Linked DNA regions of Ovis aries: regions 1 and 3 are each linked to region 2. A link is a contact called in public Hi-C data. All regions are on one chromosome and are shown on one strand. The core of a region is the stretch at or near the end of the contact, and the rest is flanking DNA. Distances in the headings are between cores, read along the strand shown. Region 1 holds the start of KCNMB4 (potassium calcium-activated channel subfamily M regulatory beta subunit 4). Region 2 overlaps PTPRB (protein tyrosine phosphatase receptor type B). Region 3 overlaps PTPRR (protein tyrosine phosphatase receptor type R).

Evidence for each region. A called contact is a pair of places that touch in the nucleus more often than the background predicts.
Region 1: a Hi-C map of liver shows a contact between it and region 2, with 4 times the contacts expected there. The contact joins the promoter of KCNMB4 here to the enhancer-like site in region 2. A contact is called at or near these places in 2 of 16 Hi-C or Micro-C datasets (liver and mixed tissues).
Region 3: a contact with region 2 is called in a Hi-C map of liver, with 7 times the contacts expected there. The contact joins two enhancer-like sites. A contact is called at or near these places in 8 of 16 Hi-C or Micro-C datasets (blood, hypothalamus, liver and 2 more).

The regions. Positions count from the first base shown.
Region 1 is chr3:149,416,554-149,421,235 of ARS-UI_Ramb_v3.0, forward strand. It overlaps KCNMB4 (potassium calcium-activated channel subfamily M regulatory beta subunit 4), which reads right to left and starts at 2,839. Exons shown (of 4, transcript XM_042246913.2): 1 at 2,469-2,839. The coding sequence starts at 2,804.
Region 2 is chr3:149,256,960-149,261,812 of ARS-UI_Ramb_v3.0, forward strand. It overlaps PTPRB (protein tyrosine phosphatase receptor type B), which reads left to right. Exons shown (of 34, transcript XM_004006460.6): 11 at 2,612-2,875. Among named protein-coding and RNA genes, the nearest start is that of PTPRB, 64 kb to the left of the region's middle. Within about 2 kb of position 2,667, at least 1 of the 54 cell types and tissues checked has an H3K27ac peak or open chromatin away from gene starts, as enhancers often do. A contact at or near this core is called in liver, where this site is marked.
Region 3 is chr3:149,107,345-149,111,940 of ARS-UI_Ramb_v3.0, forward strand. The region is part of intron 5 of PTPRR (protein tyrosine phosphatase receptor type R); the gene reads left to right. Among named protein-coding and RNA genes, the nearest start is that of PTPRB, 86 kb to the right of the region's middle. Within about 2 kb of position 2,892, at least 5 of the 54 cell types and tissues checked have an H3K27ac peak or open chromatin away from gene starts, as enhancers often do. A contact at or near this core is called in liver, where this site is marked.

The DNA of each region.
Region 1 (4,682 bases), core at 1,589-4,088, 160 kb after region 2:
TACTGCTTAACTGCAAGGGCACGGTGGAAACATTCTGCTCATGTGATGGGCTCTGGCACAATATTTTGGTTACACTGAATTTTTCCATCACTAATTGCTTACCAGAATTTCCAAACTGAGCATCTCATTGCTCAAAAGTGGAAAGGTGACTCCAAAAGAACATGTCTAATGTTCTATAAATGGTCCAATGCAATCATAATTTGGATAAAGAGACATATACTGCTTTGGCTGAGGAAAACTTGACTAAATCGAATGGGATCATTTTCTGTAACATTAATGTATCTTTCTCCAGTTCTGTCATTTCTTTAATGCTTTACTTTAAAAAAAATCTTATTTTGTTCAGATATTTCTTCAAAGTAATCATTGCCAGGATCCAAACTGGCACAGGAAGGAAACTGCTTATTTGCAACAAAAAGAGATCAAATCTTAGGATTTCATATAAGCCATTACCACTCTTTCCAAGTGATTTAGAAATCTATGTCCTGCTGCTGCTACTGCTACTGCTACTGCTACTGCTAAGTCACTTCAGTCGTGTCCGACTCTGTGCGACCCCATAGACGGCAGCCCACCAGGCTCCCCCGTCCCTGGGATTCTCCAAGCAAGAACACTGGAGTGGGCAACCTATGTCCTAATAATCTATGTCCTAATGATTCAAATTTACTTTTTCAGTCAAATTCTACAAAATTACCTGGAAACTGTGAAGCATTCTTTGTATAGTAAATTCTATCTTCTTGAAGTCTTGATTAGGTATTAGCTACTTAGTGGAATATGTGTATATAATTTATTAGTGCCTGAGCCACAATCTTAAACTAATCGCAATGTTTCACCAAATATAATACCTTCTAAATGTTAAACTACCATATAATTTCTAAATCACTACTACTGCTCTACACCTTTCTTTTATATTAATGGCTTAATCTTGAAAAAAAAAAAAAGTGACATTCCTAAAGCCTTGCAATTTGTTTTGAAATTACTGAGCACTGAGCTGCCTAACTTAAAACATCTGTCTTTGAGATCTGATTGCTTCTTTGAGACTTTGAAGTTTATACTCTAAATTCTGTATTTCTATACTTACTACTCATTTATTATCTTCATTTTTAAGATACTCTTCCTTTGTCAGCAAGAGCACTTTTTTTTTAAGAGAAGTCATTCTTTCTTTTCTTTTTTTTTTTTAAAGGAATTCTCTTTTAAAAATGTCCCAAATTCAAGAATTAACTATTTAGGAGACAAGAACGGGAGTTTTGCTGCAGAGAAATGATAAGCTTATTTTTAAATACTTTAAAAATATTGATATAGGATTCTTCTTTCGGATTGTTCTAATTATATCCTGTCACATGCAAGGAAAGTTTTCCTGTGTACACAAGACTCATTCCCTTTTGGACAGTTTTCTTGATCTTCAAGCACTGCTCTAACAAACTGGGAAGATGTCAGTAACTTTAAAGAAGATACATACCTTTTCTTTGATAGTTAAGTAATCAGAAGAGTGAAAAAAGGCCAAGAGAAGAAAAAAACAAAAGAAAGAAAAGCCTTCTTGCAAAAGCAGGTGTACTACAAAGCTCAACTAGTTCACAGACTGAGGACACTGCTTTTTATAAGTTTTTTCTCCACTGGGAACGGTCTTCTGAGTCTCCCTTTCTCTGCTTTCCATCCCTCGAGTCCTAACCAGGTTTTTTTTTTCTTTTTTGCTTGCGAGAACGGAAAAAGTTGCCAAGGCAGGCATATTCGGTACATTTCACGGAGGCTTTTCTATTTTCAGAAAGTTTTACCGTTCCCCAGATGGCTCCCAATTGTTCTTAGACACACGGAGAACCTAGGCTTCCTCTAGACGCTTCTGAGAATCTATTTCGTGACAATTAGGAGTCCACAGTACCCGCCCAAGATGGATCTCCACAGAATTTCGCATTTGATTCCACGTCGTTTGTCCACCCACGAAAGTTCATCTTTGTACCCCAAGTTAAAAACATCTGTCTAGAGTGAAAAGGTAAGGAAACCTCTAACACCTCTCAAAGGGCTAAAGAACCCCCTGCAACCTCCAAATGCGAGTTCTGGACGCGGCCAATGGGAGCTCGGACCTTGACCATGCGCCGGAGTTGGTGGTATCCCCGCTACGCACTGGATTTAATCTGAGGAAAAGTTAACTTTCGGCTCCTCGCATCTCTGCAAAGCCCGTCCGGTAGGGCCCGAACCGAAGCTGGGCCAAGGCCTCAGAATCTGAGACCAGGCAAGACAGGTGTGTAAAGAAAGCCTCCGGGTATCACAGGTCGCTGCACACAAACCCTCCTGAAGGACCGGGGGGCCCCGGGCTCCGCTGTGTACTTACACCCGGTTTAAGCATAGTCCGCGACGCCTTGTCGCCTCCTGGTAACGTCTGCATACTCCGGGCCACCCCGCGCAGGGTTTAACACTGATCCTCCCCCAAACCCCAGCATCTCCGTAGGAGCGAGGCAATCCTCCTGGGGCGTCCTTACCTTGGGGTTGGTCAGGAGCTGGTGCTCGTCGCTGTGCAGCAGCGCCCTGGAGTTGGACTCGGAGTTGTTCACGTAGACCTGGACGCAGGGGTACTGCGAGGTGCCCCTGCAGTCGGCGCCACAGGTGAAGGTGCACTCGAACACCTCTCCGATCTGCTGCACCGACAGCACCGTGCAGTTGGCTGCCGTGGCTTGCAGATCCTGCAGCGCGGGACTGAGCCAGCAGAAGCCGAAGATAAAGAGCGACACGACGCCGGAGATGATGAGAAACAAGCCGAGCCGGATGCTCTTGTCCTCGGCTTCCGTGTACTCGTAAGCCACCCGGAGCTTCGCCATCGCCCCCCACTCCAGGCGGCGGGCGCGCTCCCCCCGCCCCCTCCCGCCCCCGGCGCCGAGCCCGACTGCCTCGGCGGGAGGAGCCGCCGCCGCACGACAGCAGGGGAGTGGGCGGCCAGGGGGAGCGCGCGAGAACAAAGGGGCCGAGGCCGGCGACGCCCCCCGGCGGCGGCAGCGCCCCCCTTCCACCTCCCCGCCGCCGCCCGAGCCCTAGAGGCTCGCAGCGCGGCCGAGGTTTCAGAGCCTCCTGCACCCTCGGGCGCGAGGAGTGCACGGGCGGCTCCTGCCTCCGGCGCCCCCTGCCAGCCTCCGCCCCCGCGCTTTCCCCGCCTCCCCCACCCCGCCTCCTCTCGCCCGGTGGCTCCCAGTCTCCATCGCCCGCCGGCCGCCGCTCCGCGGACTCGCCTGGCAGGTGCCCGGAGGGCAGAAGCTGCAGGGCTGAGGCGAGCCCCGGGGCTCCCCTGCGCGGGAGGCAGCTCCGCCGGGCCCCACCCGCCGCCGACCCGGGTCCTCCCGCCCCGCCCCGGGGCGTTTCCCGTGGGCGAGGGGCGGGCAGGCGCTGGGGATCGCAGCGCTGGCGCCCGGGATTCTCGTTACATTCCCCTGGGAGGGACATCAGCGATAAGAGGTTAGGATCAATATAACTTAATGAAGTGAAAGTTTAAAAAACAAAACAAAAAACAAACGAGGGAGACGGTGTCGTGCAAGTGGAGCGGCGGGAATTTTGAACTCCAAAGGGGGACTGGTCAGCCAGCGGCGAGCCAGCGGCCGGGAGGCGTGCGCTCTCGGGGAGACTGTTCGCCGGCACCAGGCGGACAGGGATGGAAGCCCCCGGACCGAGCGGTGTGCGCCCGTGCGTGTGCCCCAGAGAGACCCGGGCCGCCGGTTCGCATGCTTGGGGCGGGCGCGTGCGCCGCAGCGCTGGAGGCGTGACCTGCCGCCGCCCCCCTTCCCTCGGGCGAGCGCGGTAACCGTCCGGCCTCGGGGTCCCGGCGCTCCCAACTGCCCAGGAGCATCCCACGATCACCCCCACCCGCGACACCGCCCACCTCGCCGACCCCAGCCGGTCCTGGAGGGCAGCAGGTCAGAAGTGAAACAGGCTGAGTCAGACGGAGTTTGCGGTGGAGGCAACGCGCGTGGGGGCAGGAGCCTGCGATCCTCCCTCCCCGACCCAGGAAACTCGCTTCCTGGGTCCTGGGTGGACCACGCTGCAATGCAGGTCTTCGGGCAGCCGGGCCGACCCCAACTCTATGTGCCCAAGGCTGGGGCTGACTGAGTAGGGACCCAAGGGAGCGAGTGCAGAGGCTTACAGCCCTGGAAGGAGACACCATGTTCCCCATAAGGGCCGTCTTCTCGCTCCAAACCGAGAGCAGAATCCTCTCTGTCCTGGCTCCATCCTCAGGAGTCTTGCCACCGTTGGCCCATCTCGAAATTTGTAGATGAGCTTTCCAGGAGCGCTGTACGAAGCGACAGCGGCTGCCGACCCACTCTGGGACAGGTACCGTTTCTAGAGCTGCGCCCTGCTCTCCTAATTCTTTCTGCTGCTCCCTCCATGCCACCTCCCCACCTCGCCTGTGCATACCTCAGTCTCTGCTCTTTTCTTGACTTTTAAAAAGAAGATTATCTTTTTAAAATCACACTGCTATCAAAATATCAAACTTGGAGAACTATTTCGACCTACATTTTGAAGCATCAGAGTATTCACTTGGCAAAATATATAAACATGTCTTTTTCTTGACTTGCAAGTCCCAAATGAATATATTCTTAATTAAATTCAGTCATATATTCATATTCTGTTCCTGATGAATATGGAAACACCAAATTCTTGACTTCTCTTTCTTGGATTTCAAATGTTAGTTTACTGGTATAGTACTTTTC
Region 2 (4,853 bases), core at 1,417-3,916:
GTGGCAACTGATGCTGTTCTTCCCAGTATCTTCCTTCTTCTTCTTTAGTGATTCTTGGCACTATCCATCAGTGTAGCATAATTGGATTGGGGGACCCAGAAGCTTAGTTTGGGACCAAGAGGCCTAGATTCTGGCCCTAGCCCTCCATCCTTCATTTTCTCTTCCATCCCCAGTAATTCATGCCAACACCAGGTATCAGAGTGGGGAAGGAGAAATAAGTTGAGGAGAAGAGTTGAGAAGGAACTTGCATCCATTTCCCATTGAGTTGCAGTTGCACTAGTCAGGTTACGCTGACTTATTTCCTGCTTATACAACTGTACAATGTAGGTGTTCCTGATTGGACAACTCTTTTGGTTGGTTCTTCTCCAAGCAGTAATTTAGGGACCCAGGGTCCTACCATCTGTGGTTCTTCCTTCCTGTAGATCCTCGGACGTCTCTTCATTTCTCCAGAGGATAGAGGTTATAGGGAGGAGAAAGACTACCAAAGCTGGAAGTAAACACATCACTTCCACCCACATTCCTTTAACGGGAACATTTGTATGACTACACTGCACTGGAGGAGTGGCTGGGCAATCTAGTCTAGCTATGTGTCCAAGAGGAAAAGGAAATGGTTTGGTGAGCAAGTAGTCAGACTCCGCTACATAGGTTAATTCCCATCTTAAAATACCCCAAGGGCTACCCAGCTTATTGTGCTATAATAAAATAGTTTGGTGTCTGAGATCACTTGATAAATAGGACTTGTAATTATTTTATACTATATTTTAATGGCAACAGAGGTATCAGTATTTGGCCAACATTATATAATAGAAGTATGCAGAAAGTAGACAAGAAATTATTTGAAAAATGATTGTAAAGTTTTGAGGAGAGGACAAGATATGCATAAATATAAGCATCAGTTATTTTATTCAAACACATTGAGCGAAGACATTATAATGAAAAAGGAGAAAATGGGATATTACTATAGAAACACAATAATGAGAATTTTGAAAGGTGCTTTGGTTAGTATATTTTGAACATGGTAGATTATAAAAATAATTCGGTGGCTAAAGCCTTGATAATCATTACCATCTATTCAAACTGCTGAAGTATTAGTCAAGGTTGAAATAATTCATTTTACTTCTACAGATTTTAAATATATATATAACCTCCCAGCTTAGATAAGGTGGCAAAATATTTAAAATTTAAAATATCAAATGTATTTAACAAATCTAGTTATAACCTGAAAAAATGCTAATTCTAAAGAAAAATAAGTTTTATATCTGTCTTTTAATTTTGTATTTGTCTTTTTAAACCATGAATTTTTGGTAATATTTTTGATAATTATATCTTTTCTAATAAAATGTTAGTAGTTGCAAATATTTCCAGCAGTTTTGGAAAACAAGGATAGTTATTTTGAGAGCTACCAAGGGATGTGATGTACAGATAGTAGGAAGGACAGAAACTAAAGAAAAGAAGGACGGGAAGGAGGGAAGTCATCAATACACAAAAAATATGGCTAAAAGTTCAAGGTTATATCTAGGAAATGTCCATATACATGGAACAGCGTCAGCAGAATTATTCAATAGAGTGCTGTTTATATCTTTGGTGATAGGTAAGTGCTTATAGATGTAAAAAAGACTTTGGGGCTTAAATCACAAAGTCAGAGCATATTAGATAAGAAGGATTCTCAGAGGTCATCTAGCCAAATCCCATCAATTACATGTGATGTACGGATTTTATGAAATTATATGAAAATATTTACCTGAAGTCAGTCAACCAATAAGGAAAACTGCAGGGGAGCTCATATATACTATAATGTTTTATTCTGAAACTCACTACTGACAGTACTATTTCTTGTGCGCTTACTTCTAATACAGGGAATAACTATTATTCAGCATCAAAATGATTAATGTTCAGACTGTACCAGTAGCTGGGGAACTCCTGGAAGGCATCCGCATCTTTTCTATTTTTGTACGATTACGGTGGACACCAAAAAAGTCATTATCTCCACGACAGGTCTTTGTGCCCACAAGACTAGTTGCTTACGGAATAGATGTTAAAGTTTATTTCTCACCACTAGAGGGCAGGAAATGCTTTGCAAAGGGAAATATAACCCCTTCACCTGTGTTCATGATTAGACACCCCAGAAATAAATAACTTAATCACAAGAAGATCAAAGCTATCCAGTGTCTAAGTAAGACTTTTAGAAAAGCCATTGTATCTTGAGTACCTTTCCCCTCAAACTTCTTTTCTTTATCAATGGGTTTGGATTCAAGCTCTTGCATTTAAGATGTTAATGTTTGTTCCCTGTCCTACAAAGGGAACGTCCTGACACACTCACATAAAAATGCCTCCACTTAAAATACTCTGCAAACAGTCACACCATGAAAATTCAATAGCAGCATCCTTATATTGATGAGGCATCCAAAAGACTTCTTGCATTTTCGTTTGGGTTAGCCTTCTGAGGTAAGAACTCTCAGCTTCCCAAAGCTAACGTGCAATCCTTACACTTCCTTGACACTTCCTAGGTAATCAGATCTGAGTCCACGCCGTTTGTGCTGACCGCAGTAAATGATTCACAATTTGACTGTGCTTTTCTTTTTAAATATTCTCCCCCTCTTTAAAACCCCAGTCCCTTCCAGTGTGAGTGGAGTAACGGTAAACAACTCTGGCCGCAGTGACTACCTCAGCATATCCTGGCTGCCGGCTCCCGGAGACGTGGATAGCTATGTGGTGACGCTCTCCCACGGCGGCAGGGTGGTCCAGTCCCTCGTGACTGCCAAGTCTGTCGGTGAATGTTCCTTCAGCTCCCTCACCCCAGGCCGCCTCTACAACGTGACCATAACTACGAGGAGCGGCAAATATGAAAGTCATTCCTTCAGCCAAGAACGGACAGGTGAGGCTTTCGTGAGATAGACTCTCTAAGAACCAGCTGCCTAAGTGGTTCAGGGCATCAGGCATGCATGTGTGTGTGCCAGGTCGCTCCAGTCATGTGCAGCTCTTTGTGAGTCCATTGACTGTAGCCCACCAGGCTCCTCTGTCCATGGGATTCTCCAGACAAGAATACTGGAGTGGGTTGCCATGCCCTCTTCCAGGGGATCTTCCGACCCAGGGATTGAACCCACATCTCTTATGTCTCCTGCACTGGCAGGCGGGTTCTTTGCCACTAGTGCCACCTGGGAAGCTCCTCAGGACATACAGATCTGCAGCAATTCTGTAAGGACGGGATTAAAGACTGCTGAGATCACAACAGTGTTATAGAGTCCTCATATTCTGATCCAACAAGTTCTTTATGTGAGCACATGATACCTTCAGAATAAGATGAACACAAATTCTGTGGCTAGAGTTCATAGTATATTTAGATATAGTAGCAAGTATTTCTGTTTAGGGAGTGCTTTTTGGTTCCTAGACCCTGGCTTTATGTATGTTCACTAATTTAATCCTTATAAAGTCCTTATTGAGGTAGTTGTTATTATTCCCATCTTACAGGCTGTGATAAGTGTTGAACCAAAGTCCAAGGTAACTTGCCCAGTTATTTAACTTGTTAAACAGCCAGGGCATTTCACATCCTGGATTTTAAACTCAGTTCTGAATGACCCAAGAGCCTATAATGTTCTCTGTCCTGAAATTCTTCCTGAAATGTCTGTTGGTTAATCCTTTTTCAGATAAGGTGAAAATTTGAAACTTTATAGTTCTGAGGCTAGAAGCAAAATCTTAGCAAAGGCATTGAAGGCCTGGTCTTCAATGTGCTATAAAGAACTAAATTTAGACAGATACCATTTTCCCAATTTACTTATACCTCCTGGGGCTTACATCTGTGATTACTGCTTAAGGTGCTGTTAATGTTTTGTCAGATCTTTCCTGCTGAGCTATGGGCTGATATTTACATTTTAAAATGTCAGTTTTCCATGAGGATCTGGGACAACTAATATCATTTAATGCCCCAGCACAAAATCTCGAGCCTAGTAGCAGGCACTCAGTGAATGTTTGATGAATGAGTAATCAGAAATCACTTAGACTGGAGGTTTTTACCCAGTGCTTTATTAGGTAGACTTTTGGAAAGTAGTACCCCCAAAATTTTCTGTGAAGTTGTTGGGGACAGGAGAAGTATGTGCATTTCTTTGGAAAGAGAGTGGATGGCTTTTTATCAGAGTCTTACAATTTCTGTAACCTCGAAAAGTTAAGAACCACCAATTCACATTGTTGCAGCATGCTAGCTGCTAGCAAAGAGTAGTCTAATTCCTTCTCATTTGAGATAAAGCCCCAGAAAGAAACTGTGGCTTCCTAAAGGTCACATGGCTGACCAGTACCCAAGCTCAACCATACTCAAGGGCTGTTTCCATTACATCATGTTCTCTCTGAAAGCTCTAGTCAGGGATATAAAGAGATAGTCCTTACGCTCAAATGATTCAAAGTTTAATTATGCTGATAAGCACAACACTGTCTTAGATCTGAAAAGCAGATTTCTATTTACAAAGCAGCCTCATGTCAGAGTTCTATGTTGAATTAACTTGGAGCCTAAAAATTGCCAGAAATTAAAGGATATGTCATCCAGTCACTCAGCCTTTTCTTTCCCTTGGTGTCAGTTCATGACTGTTCCCTGTCCATGACTTCCATATTGCAAGGTCTTGTGCTCAGACTGTTTTTAAATGCAAGAAAGTGAGTCTTTACTCAAAGCATCTTTTTGATTCTTTACCAGCATGAACTTGGATTTGGCGCATGACTAATCAAGGCAGACCATTGCCCCTGACAAATCAGTTTAACTGGAGCATCGTGTCTGAGTTGTTGCCTTGTTGATTTTGGCTGATTGTCTCAATGCCGTTTTCCTTTTCTAATGCTCTTATTCTACATTTCTGGTCATAATGTCAGTATTT
Region 3 (4,596 bases), core at 1,642-4,141, 150 kb before region 2:
TTATCACTAAGTACACTGAAAGCAAATGTTGGTACCCAGAACATGACAAATAACAGAACTCACAATTAGAAGCTAGGTGTAAAATCAAGCCCAATGACCTTCCCATCACTCAAAGCCTGTCTTCTTTGCAACTTCTTCTTTCAAACTCACAGTTTATGATTCTATAAAAAGAAAAATTGTCAACTGTCTACTTGCTTTGCAGACTATTTTCTAGAAATCATTAAAGATGGTGATACTAAAATGGATGTCAGATGTTGTCATGTCTAGTGATAGTAAAGATTTCCCATGAGAAATGTACAAGAAATCCTTTTTTTTTTTTTTTTTTGTTCCTGTGCAGGAAAATGAAAGAAGGTAAAATGCAGGAAGGTGAGATTAAGATAAACCTAAAAAGGGCAGGTATGTTGGACCGGATAGGCATTTCCTGTTCCTAAAATGTCTTGTGTTCTTACACAGGAAAAGCATTCTTATCCACCCGAGGCATTTGCAAGTCCTAGGCACAAGACCTAAAAGTACCCTGGCTTGTGGTGGTAAGAAGGCAGGAAAGAAGTGGGTGGGAGAGGAAGTGTCCGTGGTAGGTCCATAACCAGGACAAGTTTCCCAAAAGGTAGAAATACATCCACGTCTCCTTTGAGAACAAATTCTGCTAGTTTGTTCTTTCCTAATACTTCCATACCAAAAATTGGATTCTTTTAAAATTGGGGTTGATTCAGGCAATTGAGTCACCACAGAATTGGTAAGCCTGCCCGTTGCGAGTTCACTCCCCTTCCTAACCCTGCCACTTCAATGTCTTCCAGCTCTCCTCCCAAAGATTACTTTCCTGATGCATTAGCAGGAGGAGTTTTGATCCACTTGTTTTACTTTTTCACTAAAATATCTTCCTTCGAGAGGGTAGGTCTATGAAATAAAGTCGAAGGGCTGGAAATATTTTGCAGTGTTTTGAATCCTAACCATTTTGCAGAGCCATAATCCTGGTTTTTTACCAATAACCGAGTAGAAGGAAAACTCAAGAAATAAATAAAGTATTTTTAAGCACTTGCCAAGGTCCTGTAATAAAGCTGGGTTTTGTTGTTTATTAGTTGGTAAGTCATGTCAACTCTTTGTGACCCCATAGACTGTAGCCTGCCAGGCTCCTCTGTCCTTGGGATTTTCCAGGCAAAAATACTTGAGTGGGTTGCCATTTCCTTCTCCAGGGGATCAAACCCAGGTCTCCTGCATTGGCAGGTGGATTTCTTTTTTTTTTTTTTTTAACCATTGAGCCACCAGGAAAGCCCTAGCTGGTAGAGACCCCTAATAGAATACTGTGGCAAACCTAAAATGCATTTGAAAAGCATTTGCAATTCTCTCCCCTCCCCCTCATATTAGTTCCCTTTTGATTTGCGTGACAGTCTAGTTGAACAGGAGCAATCTGCTGTGTACCTGGTCTTCTTTCCATCTGCATTTCCATCAGCAGTGGAAAGGAGTATGCCCAAGGGTGGGGACTGGCTGCCCACAATAGCGTCAGGTGCCCCTCCTCAGATGCTAGATCAGGATAGAGGAGTGTCTATTCCTGGGCAGCAGTATCACCATGTACAATGCCAGCCGACTTTGACCATAACTGAAACTGTTCCCTTGGCTCTTTAGCGTCATTTCTAACCTACTAAACTGGGAGCTTTAGGGCATTTGGCGTAGTGTGTGGTGTAGTAAGAGCTTTTGTAAGGCATCCAAACAACAGAGATAGCGATGGGTAAATATCTGCAAATGCATTCCTTTGGGGAGCTTATGGCAAGTGTGCTTTTCTGGATGATCCTGTTTACATAACACATGCGTTTTAAGTAATGAAACCTCTCTTGGCTTGCTTAGAATAGAAGTCCTATTGTGGAGTGGCTCTCTGTATAGGCAAACCCTATCTAGTGAAGAATGCTACCTGAGCTTTCATCTGAACCAAGATAGAAAAATTGTTGTGGCAAAGGTAAGGGGGTGGGGGAAGTAAGATCACTTATTGGGTGCCTTTATATATAGGATAACATTTCATGGTCTAATGTTGCTGCTGCTACTGCTGCTAAGTCACTTCAGTCGTGTCCGACTCTGTGCGACCCTATAGATGGCAGCCCACCAGGCTCTCCCGTCCCTGGGATTCTCCAGGCAAGAACACTGGAGTGGGTTGCCATTTCCTTCTCCAATGCATGAAAGTGAAAAGTGAAAGGGAAGTCAATTTTTGAAATGTCCCAGAAGCTAGAAAAGCCTGGATATGGCTCTGTCATACCTCAGATTTGTTGAGCATCTACTACGTACTATGTATGTACAAGATGCCTCTCAACCATGTAGTCATTTCCTTCTCATGACTGTCTTAGAGAGGTGGGTTTTATGGTCTCAGTTTTAACTGAAACATGTGGATGTGCATGCTAAGTCACTTCAGTCATGTTCCACTCTTTGTGACCCTATGTGCTGTAGCCCTCCAGGCTCCTTTGTCCATGGGATTCTCCAGACAAGAATACTGGAGTGCGTTGCCTTGCCCTCCTCCAGAGGATCTTCCTGAACTAGGGATCAAACCTGTGTCTCTTGCATCTCCTGAATTGGCATGCAGTTTCTTTACCACACATGACACTTGGGAAGTCCTGAGATGCAGACACATAATACATGTCGTAGATCCCATAAGCTGCAGAAATGGGACTGAGCCCAGGTCTGTGCACCACCACCAAAGCTCACGCTCTTTTTTATCACCTACCTCCCCTGATGCTCCAGGTATCCCATAATTCTTCTGTTTTTGTCTTTTCTGTATTCATGGTTGGACTGTATTCAGTTTTGTTAGAGGAGAAATATAAACATCTGAATTGTTTATTCCGCCCAGCCTTCATAAATGCATCCCACTTGGAGAAGAGCCGGTAGTGCCTCTTTCCACCCCTAGGTGGCACCTGTGTGCCACCAACAGACAGAAGAACATTCTGGGTCAATAGCAGGTTGACCTGCTCTTGCTTTTGTTCAAAGGACATTTAAGCAGATCATTTCTCTGTCTTCAAAAATCCTGCTTGAGGAATATCTAGCATTTTTATGCTTTTATTTTATTTTATTAAAGTATAGTTTATTTGCAATATATGTTGCCATCTTAAGATTTAAAGCCAAATCAAATAAACAAGGAAAGGACCAGATCCTCTCTTTAGGATCATCGGATCCTAAAGCTTATGGTGTCTCAGCAGTCTTCCTTCCCAGAGGTACCTTATCACCTACTGTAGAAGGCAGTCCCTGAATTTGTTCAGACCGCAGATGCACTGGATTGGGTTGCCCAGCTACAGTGTCCATGACCTTTAAAAGATTCTGGCTTGGAATTAACTGGAAGGGATTTTATTTCTTCTTCATTAGCAGCGATAAAGATGTATGTTGTGTGGAAGCAATAGAAGGTGGATGCCTGTGCCTTTGAATTTTCAATTTTGAAAAAGAGGATCTGTTGCTCTCTCACACGACCCATCCAACAAAACAGTAATGTGATTAAATCTGGGAGATTTTCATGATTCATTAGGATTTTCATTTAGAAGGGATTTCTGTGATAAAACACAATTTCACTGTAGAAATGATCTGCAGGAAAAGATGGGGGTGGGGAGCCTTGAGAAGTTTGCATCTGTGAACCCTGGATTCCTGTAATGCAACAGGCCTTATCGAGGGCAGTCCAGGAGTGAATTGGCAGTACATTAGAAAGCATGATTATAAGAGGGAAAGCTGAAATGGCCTTCATGTCAGCTGTTTTCCTCCACAGGATACTGGGTGATTCCTGTCCTAACCAGATACTGATTACTTAAAGCTTAGCCCAAGAGTTCTTGTCACAAATGATTTCCGTAGTGTATTTTGACTTGCTGAGGTCTGAAGAACTTTTGGAATTTGTTAGGTGTGGACCTGAACTCCAGGAACAGATTGTCTTAAGTGCCTCATTTTTATCTCATGACTGGTTTTCTGTCCTCATTTGACATGGAGAATTATCGGTGGAAAATGTATACATTGATAATTCAGACAAATTACAGTTAAAAAAAAGTTCAAAGGACTTCATATTTTTAAACAATATATCAAACAAATGCAAACTGCTTATAAATGTTTTAATCTACAAAATTATATATTCTTTTATTTCCCCATTATAATTGCATTTCTTACATTTCATAAATATTTCACAGCAGCAGCAGCATCATATTGAAATTCAAACTCAAATATTTAAATTGCTGAAGACTATTTTTAGAGTGAATAAATTTTCTTTTCATGAAGTACAAAGAATTAATGTGCCATCCAACTTTTCAAAATATTCTACCAAATATTCAACCCCAAATGGTAAGATACAAAAAGGGTGTATGTTTGTATATAAAGCAGTGGACCATTTGTCTTTTTAATATAACTCTTTCTTAGCAGTGTTAAGGCTTATAGTACTTTATAGTTCCAAATGTTCAACAGACAAGAATCCAAAATACTACAAATAATATAAATTCGAGTCAAAATAATAAATTTTCTAGAACTCATTCTCTTCTGAGTCAGATAATTTGTGGGACATTTCAAGTACTTATAGCTATGTGGCATTTTTAAAAAGAAGATTTTATTTTTCATTTCTTAGCATGGATCCCTATTCATATCAGAAATCAAGAA